Regions from separate parts of the Triticum aestivum genome. Here region 1 is linked to region 2. Evidence: chromatin contacts called from public Hi-C data. All regions are on one chromosome and are shown on one strand. The core of a region is the stretch at or near the end of the contact, and the rest is flanking DNA. Distances in the headings are between cores, read along the strand shown.

Region 1 (3,697 bases), core at 604-3,103, 210 kb before region 2:
AGGCGCAACCCCTCCCCTCCCCAACACCTCTCCTCATCCGTTAGGTGCTTGGCGAAGCCCTGTCGGAGTACTGCCTCTCCACCATCACCACGCCGTCGTGCTGCTGCTGGAGTCTTCTTCCTCAACCTCTCCTTCCCCCTTGCTGGATCAAGAAGGAGGAGACGTCATCCGCTCCGTACGTGTGTTGAACGCGGAGGTGCTGTCCGTTCGGCACTTGGTCATCGGTGATTTGAATCACGGCGAGTACGACTCCATCATCACCGTTCTCTTGAACGCTTCCGCATGCGATCTACAAAGTGGTATGTAGATGCAATCTCTCTCCCATGACTCGTTGCTTAGATGAACTCATAGATGGATCTTGGTGAAACCGTAGGAAATTTTTTAATTTTCTGCAACGTTCCCCAACAGGGAGTACTTTACTAGAAATACCGTTGCGCGTTGCTATGGGAAATTGCAATCAATTTTAGTGATTTGATGGTATGCAACATTCATAGTAGAATTAATAATACATGAACTAAAACTAAAAATAAATATTATATATTACTTCTTCTGTAAACTAATATAAGAGCGTTTAGATAACTAAAATAATGATCTAAACACTCTTATATTAGTTTACGGAGGACTACATACGATTATTCTGTGGTCAATTTCTTTTTAATATAGTGTCATCATATAGTGAAAAACTTTTCCCATGCATGTCGAGTGGACCTGTGATGAGATGGCATGTGTGGCGAGGTGGGATATGTGCATGGGTTCAACCAAAAATGAAAAACTTTTTCTCAGGCATGTTATGGTGGGCCTTTGATAAAGTGGCATGTGGTATTTCGAATGAACTATTTAGGTATATATGATATAGGGTTTAAGATTCATGGACAAGATTCGGCTTTTTCAGTGAAGTAACGTTTCATGGAAGTCATAGAAAAAAAAATACAAAATTGATGCTTCAAAAGTATTATTTTTAAAAACATTTTAGAGTGCTGATTTTGACTTTTTTGCCACGGCTTATATGAACGTCATTTCATGATGAAATTTTGTAAGCATTCAGATTTTTGTCAATGTTTGCACAAAAAAAATCAGAATTTTTTAAATGCTTTTACTTTTTTCAGAGTTTACTGTTCATCATGAGTTCAAATGAGTTCGCAAGCAGACTATGACTTTTGTTAAAAAAGGTTTCTTGGCACCGCCCCATAGGACTGTCGCTTTTGTAGGGTCACGTTGAACTTTACTCGTACCCGTTCCGTGTAGCACTAGTACTACCTTGGTACAGATCTCAGCTGCACACAGTTACACACCATACGGGGCTATGCCTTCACCGCTTCACGTGACCTTCAACAGTGTCCACGGCTCGTGCTGCTACCACGTCCACCGTCGTCGCACGCCTCCGCCTGTCGCGTAGGTGAAGTCCAGTCCCACCACCTACATACGGCGCCCACCCAAGAGGAGACGCCGTCGCCGGCACCACCACTGTTGCAGCGGCCACGCACTGTTCGTCGGCGCCACCGCGCGTGGAACCGAATCCGATGTCCCTCAGATCCAATCCCACTGGCGTACTACATTCCTCCGCCATCCTTGTACAGATCACACGGCGAGGACCATGAGATCCGACATCCAGAGAACACAGCCACGCAAAACAGTGTGCGCACGGCGCGGGGCGTCCTGTCCGGCGAGCCAGCCATCAATTCACCGGCGGCGCCCGGCAACCGTGCACCGCTGCACGGCGGCTCGCGCCTCGTCACCCTGTCAGCGCGCGGGTCGGAGCCGTCGAGTCGAACCCATCCGTCCGTCCGTTGCTCACCTCCCCAACCAACCCCGCCCGCGCCCGTATTTAAACCCCAACCGGTTACCGGCGAACTGCCGTGTGCCGGCTTCCGTCCACCCCCCCATCTCGGGCCGGATATATACGCCACCCCTACACGCGTCCCACCAACAAACCGAGGCTGTGCACTCACACAGCGAGCGAGCTCAGCTTAGCCTAGCCCAAGCAGTCGCGAGCTTGCACGTATACTCAGCTGTTGCGCGGCGCGATCGGCATGGGGCTCGAGGGGGAAAAGACGGCGGCGGAGGCGGTGCACGGGCACCGGCTGTCGACGGTGGTGCCGAGCTCGGTGACGGAGGTGGAGGGGTACGAGCTGGGGGACGCGGACCTGGCGTTCCGGCTGCACTACCTGCGCGGGGTGTACTACTACGCGGCGGGGGAGGTGGTGCGCGGGGTGACCACCAAGGTGCTCAAGGACCCCATGTTCCCCTGGCTCGACGCCTACTACCCCGTGGCCGGTCGCGTCCGCCGCCCCGCCGACGACGCCACCGGCGAGCAGGAGGCCTCACGTCGGCCCTACGTCAAGTGCAACGACTGCGGCGTCCGCATCGTGGAGGCCCAGTGCGAGCGCGCGCTGGACGAGTGGCTCCGCGACGACGCCGTCGACCGCGTCCGCCAGCTCTGCTACGACAAGGTGCTCGGCCCGGAGCTCTTCTTCTCCCCGCTGCTCTACGTCCAGGTAAACAGACCGTCGACCATTCTCATTCTCGCCTCCAATCCAATCATACCCCGATAATGAAATGAATAGTAGTACCACTTATTCGATTAAACAACTACTCGGCCAGTTGAATCTTCAACCGGGAGTTGCTTGCGAGGATTGTTGACATTGTAGATAAGGATTTTACTACTTTTACCAGAGATCGATCTGTTCTGGCTTGGCGCGACCGGTTCTTGACGCGGGATAAGGATTAGATGATCATCAAGATGTAGCTTTCGGTGTGGTTCGCAGCTGTAGGTGTAACCATCAAAAAATTATGCTAGAACTGGGTATGGACCTCAAAATCGGAAGCCATTAGTGCGCCCGGCTGATGTTGCTTGGACTGGGAGCAAACTGATTACTTGATTGCTGCTGCATCCGGCATCCGGCATTTCTAGTTCGTGGGGACTGAAGGGGCGTTTCGTCCCCGCTCTTCTTAAATCGCTAGTAGAGTGTAGTAGTACGATGTACAGGGATCATGCGAAGCAGGTGAGGCGGTTTCAGCGGTAGGATAGGGCATCCCACCCCCACCGATGTGCATGATCAGAATTCCATCCAGCAAAATCTTGTTCCAATATGGTGATGCACTGCTGAATCAACTGATGATGATACACTAGACGAGAAAATTTTGGCATGTGTGGAAGGTGAAAAAGTAAGTGGTGTTCCACTGTGCAGATCATGTGCATTTTACTACTACAATACATCATTCATTGCGCCCGTACCGGGGCCTGCCAATTGGCATCGTCGCTACTAGTATTAACTGCACCACGTCTGCCTCTGCTGAGACAAAGAACCGGTGTCAGTGCAACTTGTGTACTACGTACGTACTGTAATTCAGTTTTCCTTTCCATCCGAGATTACTACTCGTACCACATCTCAGCTGCCAACATCTCTTGAATTGAATTCCAATCAAAACATCAATCTTATCATACATCGAACTCGACAAAAGGAAGATCCAGCTGAATTTGATCCTACTACCGGTATTGGTGCTAGAGAATATCCGGTGAAAACCATGTACTCCATTGACATCGCAAATAGAAGTTTATCCTGGACAAAAGGAAGTTTCAATAATTTCTGAAAATAATAGAGTATGTTGAAGAGATGGCTCTCTGTTGACATATAAAATTCGAAGTTCAAACACAAATTAATTTATGAGGTATGGAAATTTTTTTGCAAATTCGGCA
Region 2 (3,760 bases), core at 420-2,919:
CAATCAATGTTAGAGAGATAACTCAATCTGGGTTGTGCCAGCCTATTAGGTTCTTTAATTTAGTTCTACGTCACCCTTCTATGTTTTTGTTGAGTCATGCCCTCTCTCTCATGTATACAGAGGTTGATGGAGGAAGCAAGAAGTCGACATCCTTTCTGAAGCCAATGGGCACCATTAGCAAGAAGAAGGTACAGCTTCACTTGAAGATCAAGAAAGACAAGAGAAAAGCTAGGAAGAAGGGAAATTCTGGGAAGAAGAGTTACTAGATGTGCGAGCTGCTGTGTTATGTATCATGCAATCTTGTTTCGTTAGTTTGAACAACGCATGTAACGGTAATTCTGCTTGTGAACCCAAGTGTTAATCCTAGGGTGGTCAACAATGTACTGAAAAATATCTCAATGAGCACCCCAAACGAAAATAGTGTCGCCATGTTCATCTGTTTTTCCCCCTTCTCTAAACTTGAGCTCACCTGATTACGAGGTACGCCATTGTGAACTACTCCCTCCATCCCATAATGTAAGATCGTTTTGCCAGCAGTTTTAGCTTATATTATGGGATGCCAGCAGTTTTAGCTTATATTATGGGACGGAGAGGTATATTGCAATTGTTAATGCAATAGTATCTTGTCATATCTCTGTAAGAGTTCTTACCATTCGTCTCTCATGTTGCATGACTTATCTCGAAGCGGCTCTAGTTCCAGCCTTGTCACATGCCTGCGGATCATAAAGAATTTCGGATTCTCATGAGAGCATGTTCTGTTAGGTAGCATATGGAAACTGTGTGATGCAGATCCTGGAATGAATGAATCCAATTCACCATCATCTACTCATGTGCACAACAGATTATGCTAGAAACAAAATAACACCAGTTGACTTGTATCCAGACTGGAAGAATATTATCCAAACACACTGACACTGAATTTTGCGTAACCTATTTGAACCTTTCATGAACTCAGTTCTTCATAGTTTTTTGTCATGTCAGATGATGTGCTCGAATATGATCTCTCATGTAAGCATCAATTAGTGGCCTTATTAAGCAGCCACCAGAACGCCATTTAATTATCATGGCTTGGGTTGTTGTGTTATTTGTTTGAATTAAACGGATCGGATCTGATGTGTAGTAGTAGGAGTAGGAAATAGGGTTGAGTTGTTCTTGGCACGTCTACCTGATGTATCCCACAAGGCCAGTTGCCATGATTGCCCTCACCCGCTGACTGACCCCAACCTTGAGCTGGTTGGTTAGGGCATCCCCAATGGCAACGACTGACCCCAACCATGTGTCACGACTCTCATGGAGAAGGGGCATGGATCGCCAAAAGAATGGAATTGGTCAGAGCCTAATTATCACGTCACGGTGTGTTGCTGTGCGAAGCAAGCAATGTCACATCTGAGTATATCATATAGTGCTCATTTCCTAGAAAAAAAGAACTTTTTAGCAGACTCGCAGCTGGTCAATGCAAAATTACAAAGTTGTTACATCATCTTGTATAGCGACATAACGAAGAAAAATTCAATCTTTGAATTTTTAGACTCCAATTTGCAGTCTACGGACCAATTCCCGTCCCCCAAAATGTTTTTATTCTCCCAGTACAATTTTCCTATGAAAAACTCGTAATCTGACGAGTCTCCTCCCTGGCAAACTTCCATGTCGTCTCCACTACGTGGTCTCCCGTTTTAACCAACCCAGCCACGAAATTTTCTACAAGAACGAGGAGGAAGCAGAGTTAGACTTAGACCGGACCGAGAGGCATGGCGATGGCGCTCCACGGGCATGCGAAGAGGGGTAGGCTCGCGGCGGCGCTGTGGCTCGTCGTGGTGGCCACGGCGAGCGTGGCGTCGGCCCGGTTCGTGGTGGAGAAGAACAGCATCAAGGTGCTGTCGCCGCACTGGCTCCGGGGCCGCCACGAGGCCGCGATCGCCAACTACGGCGTCCCGGACTACGGCGGCATGCTGACCGGCGTGGTGCTGTACCCGGCGGACGCGAAGCAGGCCAACGGGTGCAAGCCGTTCGGGGCGACGGCGTTCAAGTCGCGGTCCGGCCGGCCGGTGGTGCTCCTGGTGGACCGCGGCGGCTGCTACTTCGCGCTCAAGACGTGGAACGCGCAGCAGGCGGGCGTGGCGGCGGTGCTGGTCGCCGACAGCGTGGACGAGCCGCTGCTGACCATGGACACCCCGGAGGAGGAGACCCCCGACATGGCCTTCCTGGCCAACATCACCGCCCCCTCCGCGCTCGTCTCCAAGCCCTTCGGCGACGCCCTCCGCGCCGCGGCGTCCGGCGACTCCTCCGCCGCCGAGGTGGTGGTCCGGCTCGACTGGCGCGAGTCGATGCCGAACCCGGACGCGCGGGTGGAGTACGAGTTCTGGACCAACAGCAACGACGAGTGCGGGCCGCGGTGCGACGAGCAGGCAGCGTTCGTGGCGGCGTTCCGGGGCCACGCGCAGCTGCTGGAGAAAGCCGGCGACGCGCTCTTCACGCCGCACTACATCACCTGGTTCTGCCCCGACGAGTACCGCGGCACGCGGCAGTGCGCGTCGCAGTGCATCAACCGCGGCCGCTATTGCGCGCCGGACCCGGAGGGGGACCTGGGCGCCGGCTACCAGGGCCGGGACGTGGTGCTGGAGAACCTCCGGCAGCTGTGCGTGCACCGGGTGGCCAACGCCCGGAACGCGTCGTGGGCGTGGTGGGACTTCGTGGCCGACTACCGCGTGCGGTGCTCCATGCGGGAGAAGAAGTACTCCCGCGGGTGCGCCGAGGAGGTGGTGGCGTCGCTGGGCCTGCCGGCGGAGCTGATCGACAAGTGCATGGGCGACCCCGACGCCGACGCCGACAACGACGTGCTCCGGACGGAGCAGATCGTCCAGGTCGGGCAGGGCAACCGCGGCGACGTCACCATCCTGCCCACGCTCGTCATCAACAACGTGCAGTACCGGGGTGCGAATACGATCGAGCTTGGTGGCTTCTCCTGATTTCAACACGATTGCTGAATTTGTCTGAAAGGAACTGATCGTGGTTTCGTTTCTGTTTTGCAGGGAAGCTGGAGAGCACGGCCGTCCTCAAGGCGATCTGCGCCGGTTTCAAGGAGACCACGGAGCCGCGTGTCTGCATGACACAAGGTTTGCATTTACAACCTCATCACACTTGCTGTTTTCCTGATCGTGGATCGCTTCATTTCACTGTTTCTGTTCACTGCTAAATCGATCACAAATTCGCAATCTCTACGATTTACTTGCAGATATGGAGACGGACGAGTGCCTGCACAACAATGGCGGCTGTTGGCGCGATGAAAAGACTAACATCACCGCCTGCAAGGTAGTATCTTCCAATCCGACATTCATAGTTCAGACAGATGAAACAACAAGGAGTACGATTTCGAACACGTTGTATACTGCAGGACACGTACAGGGGAAGGGTGTGCGAGTGCCCGGCGGTGGACGGCGTCCAGTACGAGGGCAACGGGTACAAGGAGTGCAAGCCCGTCGGCCCCGGCCGGTGCGCCGCCAACAACGGCGGGTGCTGGAAGGAGACGAGGCACGGCAAGACCTTCTCCGCCTGCAAGGGGTCGGGGTCGCTGAGCGGGTGTGAGTGCCCGCCGGGGTTCAGGGGAGACGGGCTCACCTGCGAAGGTGCGTGCGCGTGACTTGCTCACTAGTTCGCCTCGGCCTCACCGCATCTGCAATTTCTGACAAAACGGTGTGTTCTCGTGGCCATCGCAGACGTGGACGAGTGCAGCGAGAAGGCGGCGTGCACCTGCCCCGGCTGC

Evidence for each region. Hi-C and Micro-C count contacts between places; a contact is called where the count stands out from the background.
Region 1: a Hi-C map of leaf shows a contact between it and region 2, with 2.1 times the contacts expected there. The contact joins the promoter of LOC123046481 here to the promoter of LOC123046478 in region 2. A contact is called at or near these places in 2 of 5 Hi-C or Micro-C datasets (both in leaf).

The regions. Positions count from the first base shown.
Region 1 is chr2B:647,021,101-647,024,797 of IWGSC CS RefSeq v2.1, reverse strand. It overlaps LOC123046481 (protein ECERIFERUM 26-like), which reads left to right and starts at 1,853. Exons shown (of 2, transcript XM_044469861.1): 1 at 1,853-2,495. The coding sequence starts at 2,031.
Region 2 is chr2B:646,807,147-646,810,906 of IWGSC CS RefSeq v2.1, reverse strand. It overlaps LOC123046478 (vacuolar-sorting receptor 7), which reads left to right and starts at 1,669. Exons shown (of 7, transcript XM_044469858.1): 1 at 1,669-2,931; 2 at 3,030-3,113; 3 at 3,233-3,309; 4 at 3,392-3,623; 5 at 3,714-3,760. The coding sequence starts at 1,749. LOC123046480 reads left to right here. Exons shown (of 2, transcript XM_044469860.1): 2 at 121-435. The coding sequence ends at 266.